4 separate regions of the Mus musculus genome follow, and regions 1, 2 and 4 are each linked to region 3. The links are chromatin contacts, called in public Hi-C maps. All regions are on one chromosome and are shown on one strand. The core of a region is the stretch at or near the end of the contact, and the rest is flanking DNA. Distances in the headings are between cores, read along the strand shown. Region 1 overlaps Gm31409 (a long non-coding RNA gene). Region 2 has its middle 200 kb from the start of Gm31114. Region 3 overlaps Gm29478 (a long non-coding RNA gene). Region 4 has its middle 84 kb from the start of Gm31409.

Region 1 (3,102 bases), core at 209-2,708, 410 kb before region 3:
GGTGTGTGTGTGTGTGTGTGTGTGTGTGTGTGTGTGTGTGTGTGTGAGTGTGTTGAAATGCATGATTTTTACAGATTCTGAGTGATTTAATTAACAAGTTTATTGCTTATCAAAAATTGATTTAAATTTTATTTGAATTGCTCTTTTTCCATATTTAAAAAAATCCATAATAAATTTTTAGAATATAAAAGACATTTTTTTCTTTATGTGGGATTAACATGGTTGAAAAAATAAAAATGAATTTCAAATCTCTATAAAGAATATCAACAGTAAAAAAAGCAACCAATTAAATTATTTTATTTTTTGCAAATTGTAATTATATATATATATATATATATAACCTAAACCAAAAGTGCATTTTAATATTGATTCAATGATCAATATAAATTCAAAGAATAAGTCAATGTTACTCTGAAATCCAAGTGAGTTTTTGTGTCCTTATCATGTCAATTTGAAGTTATTATGAATGAACTGTTACATTTTTGCATACAGTATCACAATGTGAAGAAATTCAATTTGTATATTATCAAATTATTTCTAAAATTTAATATTAAAACTATTGCAAATACCTGTTTTTCTCTATACGAATATCACAAAACTTGCCACAGATCTTTGAAGAAATTATTTGGCTCCATCCTGCTTTAACAAGTGGATCTTCTTGAATAAACAATGAAAGCAATATATACCAAAAAAATTCATAAAACCTCATAACCATTGAAACATTTGATGTATGTTTTACTGCCTTTTGGTAGATATTTATTCACCCTGCATCAGATTTATTAAGCCTATATTCAGTATCCACACACTAGTATTGAAATTTCTTGGTAATAAAATTGGCCTTGACACTCATTGTGTGACCTTGAGTTTACTTACCAATCTATGACTTCATTTTTCACTCACTTTAAAAATGTATAAAAATTATATAACAATTTGCAGTTATAAGATAAATTAAATTTTACATATTAATATTCTATACAGTAATGCCCTAGTAAAAATAGCATGATCATTATTATTATCTGCCGAGAATATGAAGGGAAAAATGCCAAGTTTCTTATAAAATCTGGCTAGCTGAGTGTTCTGTGGCTAGTACATGCCAAGCACTAGACATACTGAATGCTTGCTTCAAGCCAAGTCTGGGAGAATTATGATTACAATGCAGTAGAGTAAATTAAGTGATGGTACCTTGCTTTAGTTAGTAAAGAGAGAGACACCGTTTCTAGCTTCTGCATTGACAGATTTGGTTAGTAGAAGAGAAATTATCAAAGAGGTCTTCAATTCACCTGATCTTCAAGAATAGGTGACAACCAAGGGGGAGAAGGATGATAACCGCAAGCATTGAGAATAATCTGTGCAGAAGCATCAGAGAGGATTTGAAATTCACCCCATGATACATACAATACCACCCGTATGCACATGGACTTTCATTGCAGTCAAATTTGACTTGGTCAGTTAATTTGGTATGCAAAAGGCCAGGTGTGGTTACATATGCCTATGAATCTGGGGAATAGAGGCTGTTAGACCAGGAGGTCAAGCTCAGATTGGCTACATATAAAAATGGAGGCTAGTCTGGGCTATGAGATCTTACCAAAGCAAAAGCAGAAAAAATAAACTGATACATAGATTAACCAATGGCTAGACAGTTGTGGGCATTTAAACAAATCATATGTACATTTAAAGCCAGAAACACAGTCAATAAAATGTTGTTATGTAATTTTTACAACAATAAAAATGACATGCTTATATTAAAATTACTTTCTGATGCATGTACCTATTTGATAATACCTCTCTTGCGTCATCATATCAACAACAACAAAAAAGGAACAATAGAAAAGTCATACATAAGCAAATCAAATATTAACAAAGAAAGCCAGGCATGGTGCTTCATGCTTTTAATCCCAATATCAGCGAAGCAGAGGCAGGAAAATCTCTGTGAATTCAAGGCCAGCCAGGTCTGCACTGTGAACTCCAGGCCAGCCAAGGCTGCATAATGAGACCCCAAATGTTAACAAAGAATATTAACAAAGATAGACTTCTAAAATGCACGTGAAAACTATATTTTGTTTATAGAGATCTATATTAGAAGCATTAAGTTAGAAAGTAAGTACAGAATTAAAATCAATCAGCTAAAATATCCTACCACTTGAATATAAATACCATGAAAGAAAGGAACCAACCAAGTAAGCACAAGAGTGTCCAATGAAGCTGGGCAGAGGTGGCACATGCCTTTATTCCCAGCACTTGGGAGGAAGAGCAGGAGGATTGCTGAGTTCGAGGCCAGCCTGGTCTTCAGAGTGAGCCAGGACAGCCAGGGCTATACAGAGAAACACTGTCTCAAACAACAACAACAACAACAACAAAACAAAAATCAAACAAACAAACAAAAAGAGAGTGTCCAATGAAGAGTGGAAAAAAAGAGTAGAAAAATATAAAGGAAATATGGTGCTAATTTGGGAGAAAGTATGCTTATATACTAATATTATATTTAGTAACAGGGATTATATATTAATATATTAACAGGGATTAACTATTAATTAGATGATAATAATTAAAAGATGGAAACTATGACTACAAAAATATTTAATTCAAATATTCATGAAGTAACAAAATGACTTAATTCAAAGATAGAAATGAGATGAAAGATTGGACTCTATCACAGAATAGCTTCCTCATATCCAGAATTCATAAAACTTGAAGGTTTGTCTGCTGTTAAAATTGAAAAGAAAATTATGTTTACTTACCAAATGTATATTTTCTTTTGCTCTTTGTTGTAAGGAACCTAAAGCTTCATTCGTGCTAGGCAATTACTCTTCTACTGAGCCATAAAAGCCCTAGATTTTCTTCCAATTTTTAGTTTTAGCCAGGGTCTAAGTTACTGAAACAGATCTTATACATATAATCCTCCTACCTCGGCCTCCTCTAGAGCCGTGATTACAGTCTCTCACCGTCAGGTCTTATTCACAAAATATTTTAAACACACACACAAATAGGACAAGAATTTTGAGTTTCAGTTCTGTATTTCATGAGAGGATATGTTTTAAACAAGACATCAACAAGGATGTGGACTTTGATCAGAGTGTTTAGAAAGGTTATTTAAAAGTAATG
Region 2 (2,869 bases), core at 323-2,822, 420 kb after region 3:
TTCAAAAGATTCTTACAATGAAATCGAGAAAGAAAAGTGAGGCCCCAACTCTGTCATCTAGGATGAGCACTCTGCGTAATCTAATGTGCTTAAAATGCTTCCTGCAGATCCTACAGAGTTTTATTTGTTTTTATATTCTGACCATGTTTTGAAACCTTGAACTTTGACAGGAAGAAGGACTTCTCCACATCCAAATGATTATCTGATCCACTCTATAAGGAGAAAGGAATGGATTTCTTACTGGAGAGCATTTCTTTCTTAAAAGCTGGTGGGAGAGTAAAATGATCCAGATGTAGAAACCTTGTTAGAGGTCCAGGGATCTCAGATTTTGGAAATGCTTGCCTGGATATGAAAACGCAGGTTGGTTACTAGATGCGAAAGCTTAGCTCTGCCCCTTCTTTCTCTGCCAAGTATCAACAATATATTACTGCTTATTTATTCATTTTTATGATTTACTTAAGTCCTGAAAGAGAATGAATTCCTGCTATGCTTCTGTCGGCTAGTGTTGTGGTCAGATGCTGATGTTCTGAGTCCCAACCATATTAATTGCTGGATAAAGGCTGTAATCCTCCTCTTTGAAGCCCAGGCCTGATTTTTAGGCAACACTTCAAAAGGAAAACACAACGAAGGAGGCATACTTCCTACCATCTTTGAGTTGGCATGACTTACTCAGCTTGTACTGAACACATGTGCCTTACATATTTGGCTCTCCAAGCAAACAGTTCATTTAAATATTAGAAAGGAAAATAAAAGGCCGTCTGTGATTCAAAAGTCTGACCTGTAATTTCTTATGAGCTATTTTGATGGTTTAAATTGTATTTGAAATGGAAACACCAAAATCAGTCTTTTCTTACAGTAGAAAACATCTCTCCTTTTTTCCTTCCCCCTTCTCCCTTCTTTCCTCCTTCACCCTTTCCTCCCTTTCTCCCTCTCTCCTCCCCCCTCCCTCTTCTTCTACCCACCTTTTTCCTCCCATTTCCTTTCTCCCTATCTCTTATTCTCCCCTCTTATGCTGGCTTTTTCCTTTCTTACATGTTTTGGTGTAGTGTCTGATTCCACTAGGATTAATGACACAACCTACACAAATAAGACATTTCAAACGGTTTCTAATTGTTATAGCCCTTGGAAACCTTTTAAAACATAACAGTAACACCATATATTTATACAAAAGAGACAGTTAAAAAAAAACACAAAGTTTTGAAGTAAAGAAGAGTGAGGTCTAAATTTTCTGTGACTATCTGAACCAAATCACCAAAAAAACCAAAGTGAAAAATGACTCAAATGAAGTAGTGGCCAAGACAGAACTTTTGCTTGATGCCTTTCCATCTCTTGCTCCTGCTCCGGCTGTAGGGAAGTACTCATGGAGGATTTCCCAAGTGTACTAGTGTGCTATGTGTGAGAAAGATTAACAGTGTTTCAGATCAAACACGGGCCTTGCTGCATGGTCTTAGGAGATTGTCATTCACGCCATTATGGCTCATTTGCACAGGATTTTCATGCAATATGAGCCTTTGTTTTGATGGCAGTGAACAAGGCCAAGCTTCATCCCTTGTCCTAGTTAGTCAGTCTGTGGGGTATCTTGGTCCCAAAGAACTTGTCTATCGTACAAGGCAACTGTTACCTCAGTTGTGGATTGGCTGTTTCACTCCTCGACTCTCTTTCCTAGTTTTAAGGTGAAAAACTACTTAAACGTGGGTGGATAGCATAAAATTCAGACAACACCTACTTGTGCTAGATTAGATGCAGCCTAAACAGGCAGTTTTGGATACCCGATTCAAAAGAGCACATTAGGAGCCGTTTTAGTCGGGCGCTTTTCCTCCTGTGCTTTCTGCCACGCTTATTTTGATGTTAAAATAACTGGAAGAGTTGAAAAGTTATGCCTGAGCTACACTGAAAACTTTTCCTGACGAGGTATTTATGTTTTTCTTGTACTTAGTTTCACCGGCTCTGCATAGAATTACATATTTACGTATCCCAGTCATTCTTGGCCTGTTTCTTTCTGCAAGTCAAACTAGGAAGAGAGTAGGCGCTGTTGCTATTTCGTGGGTGTTTAAGAATGAAAATCAAATGTAAAAAATCTCGCTGATTATGTGACTTTAACTATAAAGGATACTGTCTTATTAATGCCAGTATATATTCCACCAGTCCGTCTGTATTTAGCTGTACCAAATCTACATGTAACAAGAAGAGATAAATCAAATGGCTTTTAAGTATGAAATTAAGTGTTAAGAGCCAACAGTGAAAACTAGATTAGAACCTAGTCACATTTGAGTTTCTGATGTGTTTTCTCAGCAAATACATTTTAAATCTGTAGCTGTCATTCAGCTTTGGCCCCGACAGACAAGGAATTGGTGAATTTTGCATAGTACTAATTCACTTTAGATATAGCAAAGCACCTATCTAATACATGAGATTTTCAAGCTTGATTTTGTACAAATATATTATCAAAATATGTATTTATAAGATATGCTGTAATCTGTTTTATCTTTGATTGCTTTAAAATTATAATAATACAAATGAAAAAACTTAAAAAGTAAATTCATATGATTTTGATACTCATGAAAATCAAAGAAATTATTTATAACATTTTGTTAATATATATAAATATATATAATAACTCTACTGACACACACACACACACACACACATATATATATATATATGTATATATATATATATATATATATATATATATATATATATGTCAGTAGAGTTATTTTTCCAGTTAGCTTTATTTCATTAATGGAAAAATGTTATATTTGTTACATGATAAGGGAACACTTCTAAATTTTAAGAGTGCATTAAAAACCATACAGAAACTAGCATGTCTAGTGAAATCACTTTAAAATATATGATTGCTTAGAAACAT
Region 3 (3,196 bases), core at 128-2,627:
TTTTGTTATTCTAACTCTTCTTCACCAGATTAACATGGAAAAGGACTCTAGTCCACGTTCATGTTCTCTTTTCCCCTTTTGAGATGTCTGTTTTCTGTTTTACAAAGTGGTCTTGAAACCCTACGCTCAAGATAACCTCTAGCCTCAGGCTCCATACTTGTTAGAACTGGAGGACCAACCCATCCACCTAAACTTCTAGAATAACTGTGAAACTCCTTTAAGTAAGCATTTGAAAGCTTCCTAAAACAATAGCTAGATAATGAAATCCATATTTCAGAATATAAAATACTGTTACAGAATACAAAATACTGGGTTAATCATTTGTAATAAATGTCCCACTTGAAGTGGGCTATTGGTAGCAGGGAGGATTGTGAAACTGAGGAAAACTACACATCTTACTATACACATAAGAACACTATTATTCAAGTAATGAAAAGTCAACTTGAACTGAGCTTTGAAAATAAGGCTGCTGTTGAAATTTCTCCTAAAATAATACAAGTACACAAAGGGATGAGTATAATTCCTGATATATTTTTATTGAACATACCTTCTTCCCAAGGCTAATTAAACATGAAAACATAACACCAAATTTATTTTATTTGGGTAATAGATCCTTAAGCTAATACAAAGCATAAAAGCAGATTACTTTTAGTTTTCTAGCAATATTTCAGTATGCCATAGTAGTATTACCAAAATATCTCACCTGCTGAACAAATGTAGACACAACAGAATTTTAGTCTCCAAATGAAAATGTCTGTTATGCTCACAGTTTTGAACTATTTTCTTTTACATGATTGTGCATATCCAACACATGCACAGGCACAATGAAGAGGCGCCAGCAAGTCATTTAGTCATTACTGAATTTCTTATACTTTCAACAGGATGGAAATAATCACCTGTTAGTTAATCTATTTTCAAAACTCATACTATAAAGTATGTTTCAACCTTCAGAATTCTTTGTAATCACTCTACCTTTAGTTAAACAACTCATCATATATCTTGTGGCTGTGGCTTAGTGCTTAGACATCATCTCAAAAGCACACAGTGAAATAATCTAAAGCATACACAGTACAATAGTGAAAATAAAAAGGTAAGAATTTCAAATGTAAACTAAAAAATGTTCTCTCTGGAAAACGTTGAGTATTTGCAATGCCATATCAAATTTAAAACATTGTTTGCATCCATTTTTGGTGAAACAATCTTGCCTTCCATTTTTAAAATAACCTATCAGATCAAATCAAGATGTGCTAAAAGGAAAAACTCATTTCCATTTTGACAAAAATTAAGTGGTTCTAGTCTCCCCAGGGATGTCATCATCTTCTGCCAATGCACAGCTTTTAGGGTTGTGAAGGAAGTCTACAGAACCCAGCCCAGTGAGCCAAAGCCGTTGAATCAGCCCTCGTAATAATCAGTGGGATGCCGATGCCACAGCCAGGCGACACTCAGAGCCACAAAGAAAATGCACTTTGTGCCAAGAAAGAATGCAAACACGACAGTGTCTTTCAGGCATAAGGGAATTCAACAAGATGTTTTTCCTAAATTCTGTTGTTGCTATTAAAAGCCAGAATTCGGTCCCCAGCCCCACATAGACAAAGTGAATAGACTTAATAAAAATTTAAAGTAAATCCTTTCTCTTGCAAAACTGTAATTAAAGACATAGAGTTGAACAACATGATGGTGATTTTACATTTTACTAATAGCGTAGCCTACACAAATATTCCACCATGGCAATTCAACAGCAGTAGCGTGCTGTTAATTTCTGTATAAGATGGAAGATGAAGTGATTCACAGAAAATATAATTGATCATTTCTCACTGCTGCATAAATCGTATTTGTTATAAAAGTTTAAAAGCCACATTTATGCCTTAAATTATTAAAGCAAATATAATACAGAATGCTTCTACACTATATTGTTTTCCAAGGGTTATCACGGAATCTTCACCATTTATCATACATGTACTTCTGTCTTTTTTCTACTCAGGGGCACAGCATGAAAAAACTTCATTTCACATTGAAACATCACTGTGTGGAACAGTGTGATGAAATGAGACACAGGAGGAGTTATACTCCGGTAAACAGTTGGTCCACGGGAATGATAGCATTTTATGCTGAGACTGATATATCAATTTTAAGTTCTAAGAGATGACTGATCTGAAAGCCAGAGTGTCACTAGTGATGAACTATACACATGTGAAAAATTACAGGTAACGTGAGTGAGCCTGCTGAGAGGCCTCTCACCCAGGGATGTTTTACAAACCAACACAGAATGGGATGGGTCCTCCTCCCAGGATGGCTCTGATTAATTATTCTACATCACTGGTGGACAAAAAGCATTCGGTTTGTCATGGAAATATAAAATGTGTCACAAAATAAGCCAGCTTCACCATTAGAATAAATGTGCCTGGAAACGTATCTCACACTAGCATCTTTGCATGCATACATTTTATAAGAAAAAGAGAGAGCCAGGGGTTTTAGGTGGAAAACTATTTCCACACAGCAATATGAGAAAAGGATTCGTGGTACTATTTTTCTTGGCTCAAATAAAAGAAACATTACCTAGTTTTGTTTTAACCCACATTTTTAAAGTGCAAAATATTTCTCACTGTTTATATAAACTGTAGAACAATATTGAAAATATTTTCTTAATTAAAATAAGAAGCTTCAGAGTTCCTGCTGCTAATACAGACACTTGGACACAAACTAATATGTAGCATATCAAAATATGAAACATTAGCTTTTTAAATATTAAATGGATCACTAACCTATGTAAGATTGAAATAATAATCTTTGTGCCTTCTTTATAAGCAGAGGTTTTTTTTATTTTTTTAAATGGGAATGATGCAATGATTTCTGAAAGAGTCACAGAATGAAATGACATTTGGCAAGTTTGTTTCCATTCTCTACTAGTCAATATTTTGTAAGACTATGGGGAAAGTTCTTTTTTTCCACAAAAGGTAGTTATACAAGTGGTATCAAATAGCAGAACAGGATTTATATGGGGTTGTATTTAAAAATCACTGTAAGACAGAAGTCATGATCCAAATATGAAAAATTGCTAGGGATCTGACCTTGGGTCTTGTTTGTGCAGCAAGCCCTTTACTGATGGAACATATACCCTGATCTCATCACTATTTTAATAAAATCAAGTGCAGTGTGTAGTGCCAAACCTAATCTTCCCCATCTTGGAAATTGACTG
Region 4 (2,863 bases), core at 232-2,731, 500 kb before region 3:
AGTCGGCTAGTTCCTGCAGGTGCTGACCTGCTGAGACAGGGTAGTAGGTCATAGAGTTATCCTCACCATGCTCCAAGGAGGAAACCTGCTGTGGTTAAAGGCTGTGTTCTTATTAAATATATACTGTATGGAGCGTCTGTTGTTCCTGTTAAACCCCTGCCTAGAAAAGTTGCTCGTAAACCAGAGTTACATTAATGTCTCCATAGACACCTTACATTTAAAACTATCTGACACTAACCAAATGGGTAGTTTTTATTGGTTTTTCTTTGGCACAGATGTAAACACTTGCTTTCATACAAATATGCACTATTAGGCTTTCACAAAGCTGCAATGAACTACTTTGAGACTATACCCTTGTGTACTGATGTCTGTCTTGATCAGATCTTACTTTTTCTATTAAGAACAATAGAACTGAAATCCTCCAGTTTGTAGGAAGGTCTTGATTCTTTATGCAGAAATGGGATGTGCTTTTGAAAGGAAAGCAAGAACAGCTGAACTCTTTCTTAGCACATGGAACAGGCTAAAATGGTGCAGGATAAACTGTTGACTAAATATGACTTAAGGGAGATGGTTTATTTAGAGTGACTTTAATTGAATGTGTTTCCTATCACAGGAAAATGAAAACTGCAGTGATAAATATAAAATGCTTTTAAATGGAATCACTATGTAAGCCAGAGTATGACATTGACTTACAGTAGCAGATGTTTCTGATTCCGAATTCAAGAATCAATATATTTTAACATCACTGCAAACCTCTAAGGAACTGTATGCCAATAACTGATCTAAAGATGCCCTCATTTTGCTATTTAAAATTATTATTATAAGCATAAATATTATCATAATAAAGCAAATGAATTAATATTACCTTAATATTTGTGATTTATTTACAATTTATATTTTTAAAAGACTATCACTTATAATTACTATATAGTTGCTATAAAATCTTGCTAACGTGGTGCCCTTTTTTCTTTATCCTTGGCATATGAACCATTTGCTTCTAAAATGAAGCTATTTTATCCCTTGTCATCACACAGCCATAAAAATTGCAAGCAGTCAGAGGTTAGCAATGGCTGCTCTGCAGACCCAAAGCAAAGCTTAGTAACAGATTTTCAAAGCAGTTCAAAGAGTCCAGCTTCCATCTGTGTTTGGTGAAGGATGCACAGACCTTGGGGCATCTGAGACTCAGCTTCATCTCTAACACTTGGAATAACAAAGGTGTTAGCTTTCAAAGCTGCCGTCTCCCCTCCTGGGGTGGCTCTGCAGACCCAGTTCATGGAAAGTGGGAGACTTCAGAGCAGGCATTCTCCTCCTAGACTTTGCCTCCTTCTGGGGAATCTTTGGAGGGTGTCACAATGGTGGCCTCCTAAACATGGGTTACTGCCAGTAGAGGCCATGAGCTAATGAACCTTATAAACAAATCCCTTTTTCTGATGTCTTGAGCAAATTGTCCACATAGACGCAGCCATTTCTTTTCCTCCAGATGAGTGGTGCTATTTAATCAGAAGAAAGTAGAGGGTGCTCTCTACCCACGATAAAGTGATGAATGCAGAAGGAATATCAATTTTTCCTTTGATTCAATTGCTTTTCAAAAACCAAAGCAAGGAATTGTTTTCTGGGAAAGAGCTCAAAATCTGTGTCTTTGGTATGTTTTAAATGAGTCTAAGATTCCAATGAAAACCGATCTCCAGCAAATGCATTCATACAGACATAATCTTTCTTGACTTTGTTTAATATCCCTTGTATTGGTTGTCTAGCATCTTGGCATGTTGTCTTCATGAAGATAAGGTAATGTAAATTGATACACAGTTAGCAGGCTACTATAAAATGTGTGTATTTGTGATTTTTATGATAATCTTTCTGTCTACAAAACAAGGTGGAAAAGTTAAGAAGTTGAATTCATTTGCATACAGCAATTGTTTGACTGAGTTATTCTTAGATATCAAAAGCCCTCCAAAACTATATTCTCAGTTCGCCTCAGAAAATTTAAAACAATCTCAAATTATTCCTTAATGATCTCCAAATTCTAGTAAAAATACCTTAAGTAATTTTGATAATATGTCTAAAGCATATGTGTATGAAGTATATTATCTGATAATTTACATAATAACCATCTTTTTATTTTGAAAGATAAATAAAATGGAGCTTAATATAAGAAAATGGATTCAATGACATATATAATATTTGTATATAAGGGCTATGTCCTTGCTATGTCAAGGATGGTTGTTTTTAGAAATAGCTTGTAAAAAAAGTAGCATATATATTTGTGTATATATATGCATATATACACACATATATGTGTATATATGTACAAGTAAAATATACATTTACTTAATTAAAATCACAGAAATTCTAAGTAAAAAAAGTCAATTTTACTTTCAACATCAAAATTTAAACTATCATTTCCATATGACAAACCATTTTGTCTGAAGTAAAAATAAATCTTAGGGAACAGTTAAAAATATAAGGTAAATTAAAGCAACCTATATATTTCCATGAAGACGTGAAGATGTGGTCAGCTTCTGTGTGTGAACAAGGCGGAGAGGGAGTGCAGAAGGCTTTACAGATTTCCAGTTGGAAATCATATGCAGCACTAGTTCTCCGTGTGTGTCAGCAAGAAGACGTGCACGGAGAACCAGCCAGAAGGCAGTGCTCAATTCTTAAAGCTTCTGCATGTGAAACTTTCATTTCGTTTTTCTTATTTATTTTCATAGTTCTCTTCCCTTACTGTTAATGCCTGTCCAAAAACCCAAAAATGCAAAACCAAGGCCGGGTCGATGAAGACTGTTAATGCACAATAGTAGCATCAAACAATGCAAAATAGGATCTCTTGGGACATTAACGTGAAGGTATTGGAAATATGAGT

Evidence for each region. Hi-C and Micro-C count contacts between places; a contact is called where the count stands out from the background.
Region 1: a Hi-C map of cerebellum shows a contact between it and region 3, with 4 times the contacts expected there. The contact joins two enhancer-like sites. A contact is called at or near these places in 5 of 484 Hi-C or Micro-C datasets (brain, cerebellar granule neurons and cerebellum).
Region 2: a Hi-C map of cerebellar granule neurons shows a contact between it and region 3, with 7 times the contacts expected there. The contact joins two enhancer-like sites. A contact is called at or near these places in 4 of 484 Hi-C or Micro-C datasets (cerebellar granule neurons and cerebellum).
Region 4: a Hi-C map of cerebellum shows a contact between it and region 3, with 2.8 times the contacts expected there. The contact joins two enhancer-like sites. A contact is called at or near these places in 3 of 484 Hi-C or Micro-C datasets (cerebellar granule neurons and cerebellum).

Annotation. Positions count from the first base shown.
Region 1 is chr9:91,955,442-91,958,543 of GRCm38.p6, reverse strand. The region is part of intron 1 of Gm31409 (a long non-coding RNA gene); the gene reads left to right. Among named protein-coding and RNA genes, the nearest start is that of Gm31409, 4.2 kb to the left of the region's middle. Within about 2 kb of position 1,458, at least 2 of the 459 cell types and tissues checked have an H3K27ac peak or open chromatin away from gene starts, as enhancers often do. A contact at or near this core is called in cerebellar granule neurons and cerebellum, where this site is marked.
Region 2 is chr9:91,129,239-91,132,107 of GRCm38.p6, reverse strand. No RefSeq gene overlaps it. Among named protein-coding and RNA genes, the nearest start is that of Gm31114, 200 kb to the right of the region's middle. Within about 2 kb of position 1,572, at least 6 of the 459 cell types and tissues checked have an H3K27ac peak or open chromatin away from gene starts, as enhancers often do. A contact at or near this core is called in cerebellar granule neurons and cerebellum, where this site is marked.
Region 3 is chr9:91,543,797-91,546,992 of GRCm38.p6, reverse strand. All of the region lies in intron 2 of Gm29478 (a long non-coding RNA gene), which reads right to left. Among named protein-coding and RNA genes, the nearest start is that of Gm29478, 140 kb to the right of the region's middle. Within about 2 kb of position 1,377, at least 3 of the 459 cell types and tissues checked have an H3K27ac peak or open chromatin away from gene starts, as enhancers often do. A contact at or near this core is called in cerebellar granule neurons and cerebellum, where this site is marked.
Region 4 is chr9:92,044,194-92,047,056 of GRCm38.p6, reverse strand. No RefSeq gene overlaps it. Among named protein-coding and RNA genes, the nearest start is that of Gm31409, 84 kb to the right of the region's middle. Within about 2 kb of position 1,481, at least 6 of the 459 cell types and tissues checked have an H3K27ac peak or open chromatin away from gene starts, as enhancers often do. A contact at or near this core is called in cerebellar granule neurons and cerebellum, where this site is marked.